4 separate regions of the Mus musculus genome follow, and all the other regions are linked to region 4. A link is a contact called in public Hi-C and promoter capture Hi-C data. All regions are on one chromosome and are shown on one strand. The core of a region is the stretch at or near the end of the contact, and the rest is flanking DNA. Distances in the headings are between cores, read along the strand shown. Region 1 holds the start of Mknk2 (MAP kinase-interacting serine/threonine kinase 2). Region 2 overlaps Ap3d1 (adaptor-related protein complex 3, delta 1 subunit). Region 3 holds the start of Thop1 (thimet oligopeptidase 1). Region 4 holds the start of Tmprss9 (transmembrane protease, serine 9).

Evidence for each region. Promoter capture Hi-C pulls out the DNA fragments that hold promoters and counts their contacts. Hi-C and Micro-C count contacts between places; a contact is called where the count stands out from the background. Capture Hi-C pulls out chosen DNA fragments and counts their contacts.
Region 1: a promoter capture Hi-C map of liver shows a contact between it and region 4, with 3 times the contacts expected there. The contact joins the promoter of Mknk2 here to the promoter of Tmprss9 in region 4. A contact is called at or near these places in 4 of 39 promoter capture datasets (the 3T3-L1 cell line, cranial neural crest, hippocampal neurons and 1 more), 1 of 115 datasets of contacts at active chromatin or transcription factors (embryonic stem cells) and 2 of 9 other capture datasets (adipose tissue and embryonic stem cells).
Region 2: a contact with region 4 is called in a Hi-C map of muscle stem cells, with 2.1 times the contacts expected there. The contact joins the enhancer-like site here to the promoter of Tmprss9 in region 4. A contact is called at or near these places in 11 of 39 promoter capture datasets (the C10 cell line, the SN4741 cell line, cranial neural crest and 8 more), 1 of 15 datasets of contacts at CTCF or cohesin (large pre-B cells), 2 of 484 Hi-C or Micro-C datasets (bone marrow-derived macrophages and muscle stem cells), 7 of 115 datasets of contacts at active chromatin or transcription factors (bone marrow-derived macrophages, embryonic stem cells, fetal liver and 2 more) and 3 of 9 other capture datasets (adipose tissue, liver and pancreatic islet).
Region 3: a promoter capture Hi-C map of adipose tissue shows a contact between it and region 4, with 2.9 times the contacts expected there. The contact joins the promoter of Thop1 here to the promoter of Tmprss9 in region 4. A contact is called at or near these places in 7 of 39 promoter capture datasets (cranial neural crest, hippocampal neurons, liver and 3 more), 2 of 15 datasets of contacts at CTCF or cohesin (embryonic stem cells and large pre-B cells), 7 of 484 Hi-C or Micro-C datasets (the Ba/F3 cell line, bone marrow-derived macrophages, embryonic stem cells and 3 more), 3 of 115 datasets of contacts at active chromatin or transcription factors (bone marrow-derived macrophages, microglia and neural tube) and 5 of 9 other capture datasets (adipose tissue, embryonic stem cells, liver and 2 more).

The regions. Positions count from the first base shown.
Region 1 is chr10:80,674,742-80,679,004 of GRCm38.p6, reverse strand. Mknk2 (MAP kinase-interacting serine/threonine kinase 2) reads left to right here and starts at 2,712. Exons shown (of 14, transcript NM_021462.4): 1 at 2,712-2,924; 2 at 3,065-3,181. The coding sequence starts at 3,131.
Region 2 is chr10:80,724,744-80,728,698 of GRCm38.p6, reverse strand. Ap3d1 (adaptor-related protein complex 3, delta 1 subunit) reads left to right here. Exons shown (of 31, transcript NM_007460.2): 5 at 710-817; 6 at 1,516-1,645. Among named protein-coding and RNA genes, the nearest start is that of Ap3d1, 16 kb to the left of the region's middle. Within about 2 kb of position 2,323, at least 11 of the 459 cell types and tissues checked have an H3K27ac peak or open chromatin away from gene starts, as enhancers often do. A contact at or near this core is called in muscle stem cells, where this site is marked.
Region 3 is chr10:81,068,121-81,072,062 of GRCm38.p6, reverse strand. Thop1 (thimet oligopeptidase 1) reads right to left here and starts at 1,980. Exons shown (of 13, transcript NM_022653.4): 1 at 1,785-1,980. The coding sequence starts at 1,800.
Region 4 is chr10:80,878,111-80,881,991 of GRCm38.p6, reverse strand. It overlaps Tmprss9 (transmembrane protease, serine 9), which reads right to left and starts at 2,176. Exons shown (of 18, transcript NM_001081688.2): 1 at 2,029-2,176. The coding sequence starts at 2,176.

The sequences.
Region 1 (4,263 bases), core at 1,463-3,962, 200 kb after region 4:
CTCAAAACAAAACAAAACAAAACAAAAGGTTCTGGGGGCGTGGTCAGAGGTGGAGCCCCTGTCGGGGAGGAGCCACTGCATAAAAATCCCCCCCCCCCCCCCCCCCGTGAAGGGCTTTAGGGCGTGGCTCAACAATGAGTTCTGCCTTAGCAGGTGGAAAGGTCTGGGTTCTATTCCTAACCCGCTGGCAAGGAAGGAGAGAGACAGGAGGAGCCAGCCTGCTAGGAATTGGGCCAAGCGGGAAGCTGAGGCTGTTGGCCTGGGGCCCCACCTCACTTCCTGTTTTTCTTCCCTCTGTAAGATCTCCCTAAGATTCTGCTTGAACCTACAGCTCTGGTGGTCCCAGTTGGGCCTAACACCTTGGACAGTCCTAAGCCCTTTCCAAGGTTGGCCACGTCCCCTGGGAACCTGGGGTTGGGGGTAAGCTTAGGACCACCTTTCCTGACTGTCCTGGCCATGTCTATCCTTCACTCGGGCTAGACCAACCCCTCACCTGGCCAGCCAAGCCTAGTCTGTAAAGACAGAGGAAACAGAGGGTATCACACGGGCTTCCTGCAGGCATCCCTTGCCAAAGAGCCAGTGACATCCTCCTGGGGCAGAGGCTGAGCCAGTAGGGGAAGTCAGGCCTTCCTGTCACCCCAGCTCCCAACCCCCACGCTGGGAGGCCTCTGAGAGTCCCACACCGCTGGGAGCCTAGCTTGTAAACAGGCGGCTGGAGGGAGAGACTTGACAGCAGGTTGGCAGCTTGCCTGGGCACGGCAGGGCAGGGTTGAGTGAGCAGCTCCCAGTCCCTGCCTGGTGCCTATAGGGTGAACATCCCCTTCCTGTTCCTACTGGCTGCCCTTTTGAGATAAAAGTGTGGTAAAAGGCGGCTCCCTCTGAGCAGCCATGTAGACTCCAGGTGGCCATTTGCAAGTTGGAAGACGTACTTGGCTGTCAGACTCACAGAACTTTTTGCACAGGGTGTGTGCAGTGCAGGGGCCACACATCCCAGTTCTGAAGGTTTAGCCTCGTGACTGGTAAGGACTCCAGGAAGAAGTAACCCGTGTCAAGTACAGCTTCCTATCCCGTGAGCTTCCCCTGTTTCCCTATTTCTAACAGGGCTCCTGGAGGCAGTCTCAGGACAGGTCTGGATTAGGGCACAGAACTCACACCTTAACGAGGGCTTTGTAATTTGGCTTTTCTTCCCAGCATTTGAACTAAGTTGCAGGAAACAAAATAGATTAGAGCTATTTGCTGCCATCAGTGTGAACGGCTGACCCAGGTGGGCCACGCTTGAATGTGGGTGTCATGTTTTATTTGAATTGTTAGCCTGAGATAGGATCTGGCTAGGTAGCCCCAAACTACAGAGACATGCTGGCCCCCGTGGACACACACACACATGCTACAGCTAGCCACAGGTAGAAGCTATTTCTCTTACATGTGTCCCAGGAATGGGCTCAGGCTATAATTGGTGGCAAACTCCTTTAACAGCTGAGTAGAGACCCTTGTTTGAGTCTGCCAGGAATTGATCCCTGACTGCCTTGAGCTGAAGTTCTATCCCCTGCCCAAATCTGTCCAGGTAATGAACCTTGTACAGGCATGACAATCTGAATTAGAGACAAACATTTCTGCCAATGCAATCACTAATGACGACAATGAGGCTCGGGAGTCAGACAGATGACTCATAAGTTAAGCCAAACTGTTACTCTTACAGAGAACCCAGGGTACAGCCCAGCACCCACATCAGGCATCGTGTAATTTCACCTCTCTTCTGACTTTCCAGGCACCTGTATGCATAAGGCACACACACTCACACGGACGAGGACCTGTGTGAGTGCACACAAACACACAAAGAGCTGCTTGAGGTTCATGAGGCTCCAGCCTCAGTAGAGGGTGGTGGTAAAAACTTGTAGACAAACTACCCTGAAGAGGGAAAACAACCTCTTTGTGCACGGAAGCAGCCGAGGCAGCAGGCACAACGCGGTCTGACTGTATCCGAACCTGAATCGGGGATCCTAGCCCCTTCTTGTCCCAGCTATCCCCACCGAGGGCTGCAAAGGACCCAAGAGGTTCAAGAAGGGTTCATCACGGATTGCAGAGCTGGAGCACAGGACAAGGGCATCAGTATTCAGTAAAATTAGGGCTGGCTTGCCCTCCTTCGGCAGCTGAACGCGGCACCCGGCTCAAGGACAGGGAGCAGAACCTGCAGCGCGCAAGCCAGCGGGCCAACTGTGACACAGGAGAAGGCGGCCTCACGGCCCAAACTGAAGCCTTCAGTACCCTTCTGCGCAGGCGCAGGCGACTCCGGAGGCTGGTCACCAGCCTCTCCACACAGTCCTCTCCCACCCCCCAGCCAGGTCACGCGGCTGCAGTCGAGTATCTTTTCACGCTCCGCCCCCACCGTGGGAGTGCGCAGGCGCGCTTGAAGCTTCGCGCCCCACTTCCCTCGGAATCTCCCCTTCCCCCTGCCAGCTCGAAGTGCGCAGCCGTGTTTGGAGTCGCCAACACGGTCGCTGCGCAGCTCCACTCCGCTCCCCGCTAAGCTCCGCCCCTTAAACGGGAGCGCGCAGCCGTATTCTGCATTCCCCGGCGTGCTCTTCTCGCTGCGGCCTTCGACGCTCCTGGAAGCTCCGCCTCCTCTGTTCCCTGAGAAAGGCGGAGACTGGTGCGGAGGGGCGGGGTAACTTCGGGACCGCGCCTATAAAGGTGGCCGCGCCGGCCGCGCGCGCGGCTCCTCTCGGCGGCAGCGGCCCAGTGGAGGGGTCCGTGGTGGCGGTGGTGGCGGCGGTGGCGGCGGCGGCGGCGGCGACGGCGGCGGCGGCGGCGGCGGCAGCAGCAGCGGTGGCTGTGGCGGCGCTGTTCCCCGCGCAGTCCTCGGAGCGGGGTCCGGGCTGTGCTAGGTGAGGTGACGGCGCTGCGACCCCGGCCGGTGTCCGACCCCGGTGAGCGCGGCGCCAAGGGCGACATTCTCCGAGGGAGGAAGGAAGCCCGAGTCAGGCGCGGGAGCTCCGCCGAGCCCCGGCCGCCTCCGCCCGGCCGAGCGCCTCTCTCAGCCTCGGTCCTTTGTCTCCTCCGCCCGCAGGGTCGCCTCCCAAGCCGCCCCCCGGGCCCCGCGTCCCCTCCCCCGCTGGTGGGGCCCGGACTGAAGATGGTGCAGAAGAGAACAGCCGAACTTCAGGGCTTCCACCGTTCGTTCAAGGTGAGGGGTCCTGTCCGGGGGTCCCATTGCAGTGACGGGTGCGACGGATAAGCAGAGCCTACTCGGGAGGCTGGTGCAGGGCTTGGGAGGGGTGCTTGCATTGGACTTTTGTGCTGGAGGTGGTGGGGGTCAGCAGGCCGCAGCCCTGTCCCCATCCTCCTAGTAGCTCTCTCTTCTAGGACCCTCAACCCCCACCCCCAGGCTTGTGATTGGTGGCTCTGTGTCCCTTGCAGTTAGCCCGATCACAGTCGTCTGTTTCTGTGTGTGATCCTAGGCAAATCGAGTGTTTCTGTTCCTTGCAACTTCCAGGCCTGTCTTGTGCTGGTTGGGAGAGTCAGTAAGCTGCAGCCTTGCTTCTAGCTGCCTACTAACTCTTCATGAACTGCCCCAGGCTCCCCTGTGATCTGTGGCTGTGTCCCTAGCAGTTTCTCAGCCCGGGCTTTCCTACCTCTGTATGTGGTCTCTGATGGACTTTACATTTGTTTCCTGCAGTGTGTGCTTGTTGCAGGCTACAACCTGTCCCCGGCTGCCTAGTAGCTCTTTCTTTCAGGACCCACTCCCACCACTGATTGGTGGCTCTATGTCCCTCGCCATCAGCCTGATCTCAGTCTTGTGCTCCCCACCCACTTTCTGTATGTGATCCCACACTTTCTGTGTCCCCCAGGTTGGCCTTGTTCTGGATGAAAGCACGTCAGCAGGTCCTAGCTCTCTCTTTTGTGAGCTCCCCTAGGTTGGCTTGTGGTCAGTGGCTGGATGTTCCTTGCAGTCTCTCAGCCCCGTCTCCCCTACTTCTGTGTATATAGTTCCAGGGAAACCCTGTATCTGTCCACTGTAGTCTCAAGCTGGCCTGTGCGGTTGGTTGGGATCAGAGGGGATGAAGCCTTGTTGGGGAAACCCTTTGGCACATGGGTATGCTTTGCCCCACTGCAACCTCCACACTTGGTGGTGGCCTGTGGAGACCTTCCCTCAAGACACCCCAGGCCCAAAGTGTTATTTCTTATCAGAACAGGAAGTTTCTGTAGTGTTATTAATGGTGGCTGATTGAGTCTTACCTTAGATGAGTATATCTGGGGGTGGTGAAG
Region 2 (3,955 bases), core at 1,074-3,573, 150 kb after region 4:
GGGCATGGGATTCTCAAGGCCAAGCTCCAGGCCATCTGTCACCTCTGTGTGTCTTCCTGATGAGCTTTCCTAGTAGGGGGCAGTGCTTCCATTGATTCTACTGCTTTCCTTTCTGTCCCTTTGGGAGATGGCACTGCAAATTTTGGACACTGAGGGTAAAGGGCTGATCATAGCTTCTGATGCTGTTTAGCTTACCCTAAAGCTCACAACATTCTGTTAATAATCATGAGACCAGCACTCTGAGCATGCCCCATGTACAACATAACTGAAGTACACCCTCCTAGCATCAGGCACACTGCCTTAGAGTGGGGAGTCAGGGCACTGGGAAGAAGTTGCCTCAGTCTTCTGCCTTAGGCCCTATACATTAAAAGGATGAACTCCTTCTAATCGGCCCAGAGCATCTCAGATCAGAACAGCCAAAGGACTGTTCCTGGTATTATGAGGGAGTTGCTGAATAGAAAAGGTTCCTATAGCATTGCCAGGAACCAGGAAGTTGTCCAGGAGTTGTGACTTGCAAAGGAATCTCTGTCCCCAAGGAGCCCAGAGACCTGGTGGCTTCCACACAGAGTTTTTTGTGTTCTCTGCCTCTGACCTGTGTTCCAATTCTTGATGACAGTAGAGGAGCTGTGAGAGGCTCCCTCGTGCTGGGTTACAGACATACAGATAGTCCCAAGGGACTGCCACTGACCCTCCTATTGTCCCCTTGCAGGACCTGAGCAGCCCCAGCCAGTACGACACTGGAGTGGCACTGACTGGTCTGTCCTGTTTTGTCACCCCAGATCTTGCCAGAGACCTGGCAAATGACATCATGACCCTGGTGAGTTTCTGTGTGCCTATACCACTGTTTACCTTCATCCAGTGATGCCCAGAATCCAGTATTGAGCCCTTGCTCTGAGGAGACAGAAAGGCTCTCAGAGTGGCTGCTGTGTAGCTGGGGTAATTGGGAAAGAGCAAAAGTCAGCCTTGCTTTCTCCTGGGTTTGTCCTCTGGATACTGCCTGGTGGTCTAAAAGTTGAATACCATGAGAGGGCAGAGCCCACTGTCACCATCCAGATCTAGCAGGTACCTATTGTAAACAGAGCTCCACTGGGACTCTCCATGCGCATCCACCCCTTTGTGGTGACTGCAGCTGTTGTGACAGATTGCCCAGCCCACCGAGTAGATGCATAGCTTGTGAGGCTTCCCAGATAGTTGCCAGCCCTGTGGACTAGAGAGCTCATCGGATCTGCATGGAGAGCCCCCTGGAGCCTGATGGGCTAAAGGGTAACCCCACCACCACTAGTGCCAGGCAGAAGCTGTCCTGGAGGAGGCTTGAGTGAATAGGGCCACACATTATAACCAGATCAGCTTTCACAGTGACTGCATCTCCCTGTGGGCCTAGCACCTCTTAAGGCAGGCAGGTACAGAGGGCAGGGACTGGGCCTGCTCTAGGTGGTTTAAGAGGGAGCGAGGTGTGGAAGAGTCATAGGTGCTGACCAGGTGAGTGGGTCACCAGCTACCCTTCTGTCTCCACAGATGTCTCACACGAAGCCGTACATCAGGAAGAAGGCAGTGCTGATCATGTACAAAGTATTCCTCAAGTACCCAGAGTCGCTGCGTCCTGCCTTTCCCCGGCTTAAGGAGAAGCTGGAGGACCCAGACCCAGGTTGGTGACAGGAAGCTCTGCCCAGCCAGCTCCTGGGAGGATGGGGGATGGTGGGAACATGGATATGGGTCCCTGTCGCAAATCCCCTCTGATCTGCGCTGGTGATGGGCTGACCGTCACAAGCCATAAACACAGAGTTAGTTGAGACTCCCCAAGGCTCACAGGTTCCTTGTCTGAGTGGATAGTCAGATCCAACACAGCCAGCTTACTATGAAGTCAGTAGGGCCCCAGGGGTCCCTGGGAGCTGTGCAGCTGTGGCAAGTGAGCAGTCAGTCTTGTCATCTCCCACCTCTGCAGAGTTGACTGAGCAGGAGGGTACAGTAGACCTTACATCCAGCCAGCCCAGAAGCCCTGAGCATATGTCCTTTGATTAAAGTTGTGGTCATAGCTGGACGGTGGTGGCTCACGCCTTTAATCCCAGTTGGATTTCTGAGTTCGAGGGCAGCCTGGTCTGCAGAGTTAGTTCTAGGACAGCCAGAGCTACACAGAGAAATCCTGACTCCAAAAACAAAAAAAAAAACAAAAACAAAAACAAAAAAAAGTTGTGGTCATTTAGGATTTGAGCACATGAGCACCTCCCTCTGTGATACACACAGGTAAACTGATGACTGTGTCCCTCATGGGCTTGTGCTGCCTGGTGTTCTGGAAGCAACATCCTGAGACGGACTGTAGCACAACTGTGTGGTCTGTGGTCAAAACCCACTCTCAGGCTGTGTGAGTCAGAGAACTGGGAGGAGATGAGTGGTCATGGTGGCCTGTTGTGTCCGGCCAGCAGATCACAACATGGGTTCTAGCCTGGAAAGGCATTTTGGAAACCTGGAAGAGAAGAGGGGCTAGGTGGCGAGATAAAGAAATGCAGCTAAGACAGGCATTCTGATCAAAGCTCAATTTTACTGTTCTACACGCAATTATAAAGCAGGGGAACCCGATTCCCGCCAATTAGTCTTGGGGTCCAATAGCAGGGTGACCATGTGCACGGCTCCAAACAGCAAAGCGGCAGGTTCCAGCAGTGGGCATGGCAGAACGATTGAGCGGGAAGCTCCACCCCTGAGCAAGCAGGTTTCAGGCTGGGGGAGGGGAGACTACAGTGGCCTGAGAAACAGAAACACCCAGGCCTGCTAAGAGGAGCACACTTCCCAGTAGAGCAGGTCCTGTGGCCTGGGACCACATGTTACAGCAGCCATACAGTCCAGCATAGGCTGGGGGCAAAGCATGCCATCAGATCCATGAGACTGGGGTACAAGGGAAGCACCTTGCATTTAATTCATGGGGCACATGAGTGTTTGTGTAGGTGCTGGGTGTGTTCAAAGTAAGAGTCCTCGTTTCTCAGCCTGCTGGCTGCCACCTGGCCGTCTGTGGAACCAGGTCCCTCCTGGCCTCTTGAGGAATACATGAGGTCCAGAGTACATGGCTTACAGGGAGCACTCCCCCTCAGTGGGCTAGACATCTAGTTCAACTGTTTCCAGCCTGGAAAGTGACAGGGCTCCAGTTGTCCTGGTGGCTCACTCTACCTCGGGTGTTTGGCACAATAATGCAGAAGAACTGTTAGGATGGCCTGGGCTATCGACTGAAAGGCCTTGCCACAGGTAAAAAGTAGAAAAGCAGAGGCTGCGCTCGGTGATAGAATGCCCACCTGGCTTCTATGAGCATGTGAGTGCTGAAGTAGGGTGGATTAGCCCAGGGCTAAGTGAACCTTTCCTTGAGAAAACAAATGTCATCCATGTCTAGTCTGTCCCCTCCCACACAGGGCAGCAGTGACAGACCAAAGAAACAATCCCAGTCAGTAGTGACCATGCACAGAAATACTCTAAGAATGGTTTTGTTTTAATCCCAGGTGTGGGATGTGAGGCTGCTTCTGGACTGTTCGTAGCAGCTGGTTATGATTTGCCTCCTACTCTAGCAGAAGCGTGGTTTTACCAGCTGCAGATAGTTTCTGTGATGGTTAATGTTTGGAATTCTGGGGACTTTTCAGAGGTTATATAAATGCTAGGGCCCTGTCTTAGGGTTTTACTGCTGTGAACAGACACTATGACCAAGTTAAGTCTTACAAGGTCAACATTTCATTGATGCTGGCTTACAGGTTCACAGGTTCAGTCCATTATCATCAAGGTAGGAACATGGCAGCATCCAGGTAGGCATGGTACAAGAGATGCTGAGAGTCCTACATCTTCATCTGACTGGCTTCCAGGCAGCTAGGATGAGGGTCTTAAAGCCCACACCCACAGTGACACACCTATTCCAAAAGGGTCACATCTTCTAATAGTGCCACTCCCTGGGCTAAGCATATACATCACAGGGCCCGAGAGGAGG
Region 3 (3,942 bases), core at 731-3,230, 190 kb before region 4:
CAGTGGGCAGCACACGTGCCTAGTATGCATGGTGCTCTCATTCCATCACCACAGCATACAAATCAGGCGTGGTGGGGCTGCCTACCATCCTAGCACTTAGGAAACTGAGCGGGGAGGAGGAGAAAGAGTTCAGGGTCACCCACAGCCACACGTATTAAGTATGAGGCCAACCTGGGGTACACGGGATGCTGTCTCAAATGAAAAGCCATGGTTGGGTGATGGTGGTGCACACCTTTAACCCCAGTACTGGGAGGCAGAGGCAGGAGAATCTCTGTGAGTTCAAGGCCAGCCTGGTCTGCAGAGTGAGCTCCAGGACAGCCAGGGCTACACAGAGAAAAGCAAAAATAAGGAGGATGGGCAGCCACTGAGGAAGATACCCCCTCCCCACACAGACACGCGCACATGCGAAACGAAGGGCTTTGTATTACAAGTAGGGGCAGAGCCAGCCATGAGAACACAGAGTGCAAAGATCTGGAGAACTAGGATTGCAGCATCTTTCTGCAAACATCTGGATTACTGCCTCCATTTCAGGGCACCTCAAGTTCCTGAGGTGCAAGTAATTCCAATTATTCCTGTTCCCATGATCCTGATCATGACTGGGGGGATTATCTGCAGGCATGAGAAAATGTATGGGTGTGAGCTCCAGACGCCACCCCCCCCCCCCAAGGCCGCTCTCAGATACAGGAAGGTCACACACAGGGCCCTTTGGGCTGTTTCCCTAGTCCTCTGTTCATGGGTTAAGATAGGATCTTGCCAGATTGTCCAGGCTACCCTTGCAATTTCTGGAGGTGGGATCCTCCTAGTCTCGGTCTCCCACACTTGGGAAGAGAGGCTGGCACTGGCTCTGTTTCCTTCTCTGGATTAAGCAAGTCCAGGGGACCCAAGATGACTAAGCAGCTGGAGGTGATTGCTGCCAACGCAGACGATCTAGGTTCAATCCCCACAACTGACTAGGTGGAAGGAGAGAACTGATTCCCGCAAGCTGTCCTCTGACCTCCACAAGCACACTAAATAATGTTTAAAAAAAAATCCAAACAAGTCTTCATCTTTTTGGGTCACAGTCATGTCTACAACTGACGGGAATCCCTGCCTGGTAGCTCCACCATATGGGATGCCCCACACACATACACAGCAGACCTGGCAAGAGAAAGATGGGTCTCCCAACCAGCCCTGCCAAAGTGGGGTGACCATAGCCTAAGCCCCTGTGTTGCTGACTCAAGAGGCTGGAGAGGGAGCTCTGTGATCAAGCGTGCTTGCTGCGTTTGGTTCCCAGCACCCCTGAAAGGCAGCTAGCTCTCAACCACCTGTAACTGACTCCAGGAGCAGAGGATGGGCCACATTTTTCTAGCCATCATGAATACTACACACATGTGCAGGTACTCACACACAGACGTACAAACAATAGTTAAAAATAACAAATCCTAAAAATACAAAAGAACCTAGTTGGAAGTATTACTAGGTCCTCTCTAGATGCTAGATAGCACACTGTCCTGGCACCGAGGTTCCCAGGCCACCGTCTCCAGCAGCCTTCCAGGAACTAGAGCCTTTTACACCATGTGTGGGTTTTGCTCATCGCCCCGTTGGCAGTCCATCTTACCCTAGTTAGAATAGCAGGGAGCATGAGAAAAGTATTCTTTTAAAATTCAGTTTATCAAGAGGTTGAAGTCATGGGAAAGTTAGTTCATTCATTTTGCAGACGAAGGGGTCAGGGTCGGGAATCCCAAAGGTTCCATCTGCCCGAAGGAGGAGAGAAAGGGAGGGCCTGGGCGAGGGGCGACCGGTACCTGCGGGGGGCTTCATGGCGGTCGGCTGCGCGCGAGGCGGCGACGGCCCTCCTCTGGTCCTCACGCCTGTGCGGTCCGGATCTCCTCGGAGCTCGCCTCACCTGAGCCAGTTCCTCTGCTGTGGCTCTCAGACTGAGGCGCCCGCCGCCCGCGAGCTCCGAGCACGCTAGGAAGGCGCGTGCGCGCGAAGGCAGCTGGTCAACGCGAGTGTGCATGCGCAGGAACAACCAGTCTGGCGCCGGTGCATCGCGGTTCCGCCCACATTATCCCGAGCTTGCCCTGTCAGTGGTGCGATTTTGCGCATGCGCTGAACACAGTGGAGCCCGCAATTGGCTGTCATAGGTGAGTGAGGCGGAGCCTTACGCACCCTCGGAACGCCAGGATGCTGTTTCCATGGAAACCTAACACCCTCTCTGCCTTGCCTTTTCTGTGAGGATTTCACTCTATACAGGCTGTGTGCGTTTGTGCTTGGTCTGTTCGTTCAATTCATTTCTTTTTGTTCTTCAGCCAGTTCCTCATGACTCCACCTTCTGAGTTCTGAGATGACCAGAGTGCTCCAGCATGCCTGGCTTCCCTCCCTCTCTCTCTCTCTCTCTCTCTCTCCCTCCCTCCAACCTTCTCTTCCTTCTTTCCTTCCTTTTTTTGACACAAAGTTTCATGTAGCCCAGGCTGGTCTGAATTTGCTGACAGGCCTCAAATTCGTAGCAATCCTCCTGCCCCAGCTTCCTGGGTTCTGGGAATGCAAGTGAGAACCGCCACGGGTTTTTGCTTGTTTGTTTTGTTTTTGTAAGCTGAGTGTGCTGACTTATACCTGCAATTTCAGTCCAAGTAAAACAAAACTGACCCAACCTGCAACCTGCAGGAGTAGCCTGGACTATATACCTTGTCTGAAAAAACATGAGAGATGGCTCTGTGGTCAAGTGTAGTTGATAATCGGTGTACTGCAAAAGCCAGGGCTGGCCCCTCCTTCCTGCACCAGCCTGTGGCACGTTAAGATGCCTCCTAGGAGCTGTTGGCGGCTCCTGTTAAAATGTTGGCACCATGACATCTCCTCAGCCTGGAGCTGTCACAAGAACTGTCTACAGTAGTGTATCACCTTTCCCAACACAACAGAGGTTGCCCCTCAAGAACACCCCTGCAGGAGCTGTCCTACAGGAACTGTCCCACAGTGATAGGACCTCATCTCCAGCCTCCTTGAGCAGCCTCACAGAGATGGCGCCTCAGCAAAAGTTGGCTGTGGCCTGGAAGGACTTTCACACTAACCCATGGGCCTGATGCAGGGTAAAGAGGGTGAGGGGGAAAAAAGTCACCAATCCCCGAACAGGAAAACCCACCAATCCCTGAGCTCCTCAAGCTCAGGACTTGAAATTCCACCAATCGTTAATCTGGAAATCTCTGCCCTGAAAAGCCCTGCCTCCTAAGAAATTCTATGTAAGCCCCGCCCTTTGTCTAATTCCCTAATGTTTTACTCCCAGGAGAAGAGGGAAGATTCATCTCTCCACACCCTGAACCCACCAATAAATCTCTTACATGAGATTTTCTGCTTGGTGTGACTTTCTCATCGGAAGAGCCAAGAAGAAGCGAGGTGAAGAGAGGGTGGGGGGTGGGAGAGCGGGGTGCGGGGAAACAAGGCTCCTGAGCTCCTCAGCTCAGCCGGGGATATCCTCCCCTGGGAACTGCAACACCTCTGCTGAGAGGGCTCCCTGCGTGGTTCCTGAGCTCCGTGTCTCCGTGTGCCCTTCCATCTGAGCAGAAACATCGACAGTAATAGCACAAGTCCAGAAGACTGGACTTCAGATCCCCACACCACAGGGCCGCTCACACCTCCAGGGGACCCCATGTCCTCTTCTGGCCACAGCAGGTGCTGTGTACATATGGTGCACACACATACATTTAAGTGTATGCACACAAGCACATAAGCAACTTTTAAAACATAGGATAGTGGAGAGACAGCATTTATTTTAACACGCATCTCAAAGTACAGTTCCTGTAGGGAGAAGCAATAGTCACTCCTGGTCCAAGGTCCAGAAATCTGCTCGAAATTACTCAGTCTAGGATCTGCCCAGGAAATGGCCTCTCCAGAGTCAAGACTGAGGGCCTTCCTGGCTCATTTGACTGACATAATCAAGATAATCCCCCTACGCCGGGCAGTAGTGAC
Region 4 (3,881 bases), core at 927-3,426:
TCTCCCAGCCTCTCTTCTTTTCATTCTTTTGAAGCAGGTTTGCTCTGTAGGCTGTGGTGACTTGGATTTTACAACCGTCCCGCCCCAGCTGGCCCTGCCTGTGCCACCACTTCTCCTAAAGGGAGTTTCTGACTCTTCAGTTTCCTCCACTCAGGAAGCTGCCACACGGACACTGTGGTGTCAGGGTATTTAAGACCAACACGGCCGGGCAGTGATGGCGCACGCCTTTAATCCCAACACTTGGGAGGCAGAGGCAGGCGGATTTCTGAGTTCGAGGCCAAACTGGTCTACAGAGTGAGTTCCCGACAGCCAGGGTTACACAGAGAAACCCTGTCTCGGAAAACCAAAAAAAAAAAAAGAGCAACACGAGAGCCTTTTACCCTTAGCAAGTAAATTAGGGGGTGGAGAGACAGTTCAGGCATTTGGAGCCTGACTTGGTTCCAGCACCAATATAGCTCACAACCGCCTATAATAGCAGGTCCAGTGTGCCTTGCACCCTCTGCCGGCGGCCGTGGGTACTGCATGCATGCGCCGCACAGGCATACATGCAAGTAAAAAGCTCATACACAGAAATAAATTTTTTTAAAAAAAGATTTATTGGATAGAGGAGTGGGGGGGAGGGTGTGGGAGACTTTTGGGATAGCATTGGAAATGTAATTGAGGAAAATACGTAATAAAAAAAGATTTACTTATGTATTATGAATACAGCATTCTTCCTGCATTATAGAAGGTTTGAGCCATCATGTGGGGGCTAGGAATTGAACTCAAGACCTCTGAAAGTGCAGTGATCTTACCCTCTGAGCCATCTCTTAGCCCCAGAAATAAAATTTAAAAAACAAAATCTGCCAGACAGTGGTGGTACACGCCTTTAATCCCAGCCCCTAGGGGGCAGAGGTACACAGATCTCTGAGTTGGAGGCTAGCCTGATCTACAGAGCAAGTTTCAGGACAGTCAGAGCTACACAGAGAAACTGTCTCAAAAAAACAAAAAACAAAACAAAACAAAACAATAAAACCACCACCAACAACAACAACAAAAAACAAAATAACACAACAGAAGCAAACGGATAGTGTGTGGGTGCTGAGTCTTAGCCATCCGTCGGGATGGATTTGTGGATTCATGGGTAGAGGGATCATCCCAATGGGCTGTATCGCTCAGTGGGTAGAGCACTCCCTGCAGGCATTGGCCCTGGGTGGTGGCATGGTGGTGCACATCTCTAGTCCCAGCACTTCGGAGAATGAGACAGAGACCATGAGTTTAAAGTTATCCTTAGCAGTGAGAGTTTGAGGCTAGCACGGGCTACGTCAGACCCTTCTCTTTCTCAAAAACCAGGAAAATCCCTCAAAAATGATCGCAAAGGTTTGTGTGCCACTTGGACTGACAGGAAACCCTCAAAGGGGTAGAGCACGAGGGGAGATGAGAATGCTACTGCACGTGACAGGCACAGCCACTAGGGGGCAGCATTCAGCCACATCAGACTGCAGTAACCTAGCCCGTCCAGAAAAGCTTAATACATATTAGTACAGTTGGGGACTGTAGGACAATTATCAATGTATTCTGTTATCTTTTATCAATACAGGGTTTCTCTGTGCAGCTCTGGCTGTCCTAGACTTTATCTGTAGACCAGGTTGGCCTCAAACTCACAGAGATCAAAGGGTGTATGCCACAACTGCCTGGCCAATTAAATTTTTTCCACACAAGTTCCCCAGTTTGTACCCATTATCACTGTATCACCATGCTAACAGGCATGAGCCCAGCCTCTCCTAAGCCACACCCCTGTAGTCCTGCCTGACCCTCCTGCTGCCTTAAGCTGTCAAAACTGACATATCTGTTCCCTCCCCATTCGACCACAGGACTGCCCGCCCACCCGCTCCTTCTTGTCATTGCAAACACTTCCTGCATACCCAGCATATTCTTGGACCCCAGAGCCTGTCCTTGCCACTGCTGGATCTGGCTGGAAGGTCAGCCCTTTGACACTTGGGATGTCCTTTTGCATCCGAGGACCCAGGCCTTCTTCCTGCCACTTACCTGAAAGGACTCCCAGGGTCACGATGGCCATGCTGATGCCCACCACTGCGATGACAGCCGTTCGACAAGGGCCAGGGTCTGGAGCAGATACAGAGACAGCCTTTGTCACCTCTGGCACAAGTTGTAAGTCTGGTGCAGTGGGCTCCATGGCTCGGCAAAGGTAAGCTCCAGCTAGACACCTGCAAGAGAAAAAGAACAAAAAATGGACAAAGGATTTATCTGACATTCAGCCACACTTGGCCCTGGACTCCTGATCAACTGACTCCACTTCCAGAGTGCAGGGGTGACAGGCATGCACCCAGCATTCCCTGACACCCATGTGGACCCAAGTGCACCCTTTGCTAATCCTGGTATCCCAAGGCTGAGGCCAAGCCAATTTGTCCCATCCTTAAGGAGACTTGATCTGCCTGAAATGGCCACTCAGACCCTTGTGACCGCCATGCACAGCAGAGGGGACAGGTCAGTGGCCCCACTATGACATCACTTAAGCTACAGAGATTCTGGGTGAGACGCAACCATATCCCCAAATCATCACTGAAGTGAGAGACAGGAGCCATGCTGCAGCTCTGACCAGTGAGCTCTCGGCCTCGGGCTGCAGGGGAGACCTCCGTGACAGTCCACATACACACAGATGTACACACAGATGCACACACAGGCGACCACACACATGCAAACACACCCACACACATTCATGCACACATATGCATACACACATGCGCACACATACATATACGTGCACATACACACATGCATGCACACATGTGGATATGTGTGTGCATAACACATATACACATGCACATGTGTGTGTGCACACAGGCATGCACACACGAGCACACACGCATTACTGTGCTCACACACACCCCTTGCTCATCCCTTCCCTGAGGACTTGCTCTTAGTGAGTGCTAAGCATGCCATGCCATTCAGCCCTTCCCACAGTAATTACTGCAGAGCTGCCTTGCCCACAGACACAGAGCCCTGAAAAGGGGCTGATGCAACTCTGTGAACCTCGGGAGACCTGAGCTGGGGAGACCAGGCTACCAAGAACTGCTTCACCAGAACCAAGCATGGTAGCACACACCTGTCATCCCAGCATCCAGGAAGCTGAGGCAGGGGGATTTCTATGAGTTCCAGGCAAGGCTGGACTGCCAAGTGAGACATTGTAGCCAAAAATGGGGAGGAGGTAGATGCAGGCCATGGAACACAGACTACTTCCTGGTCAGCTCTGATCCTCAACAGGGGACCAGGATCCTGGCTTTGGGAGACCAAGTCTACCCTGACACTTGGTCTGTAAGTAGGGTTTGTTGGGGGTAAACATGGCATACGTTCAGCACTTCTGTGCATTGGTGACACAGGGGCTGTCTAGCAGTGTCCTCTCAATGGAGGCACTTCCTCCTGAGGGAAGGCTCCCTGAGACTCACAGACTTCCTGAAACTCCCATGATTCATAATGGTAGGGAGAGGGGACTAAGTCAGGCATCAGGAAACCCCAAACTGCCTCTAAGTCACCCACACTCAGTGAACTCACAGGTTGCCTGAGCTCAGTCTATAGGATCAGTTCTGTGGTCTGAGGTCGGTGCCCTGTCTTCAGTGAAGTGGTGGCTGCACACATCTCCCCAGGAAACACTGAGTGAGCAGGTCGGGCACTGAAGGAGCTATGAGTATAAAATGGTAGCTTTCTCTGCCTGATGTGGAACACCAGCTAAGTTCTGAGCCTACAGCTGCTGCAAGGAACAAGGGATCCTCACAGAGCAGCGAGCAAAACGCCACTGAACAATGTGCGTGGACACCATATCTAAAGGTTGTTATAGAGCTGGGAGGTGGTGGCCCACACCACAGAGGCAGGCGGATCTCTGA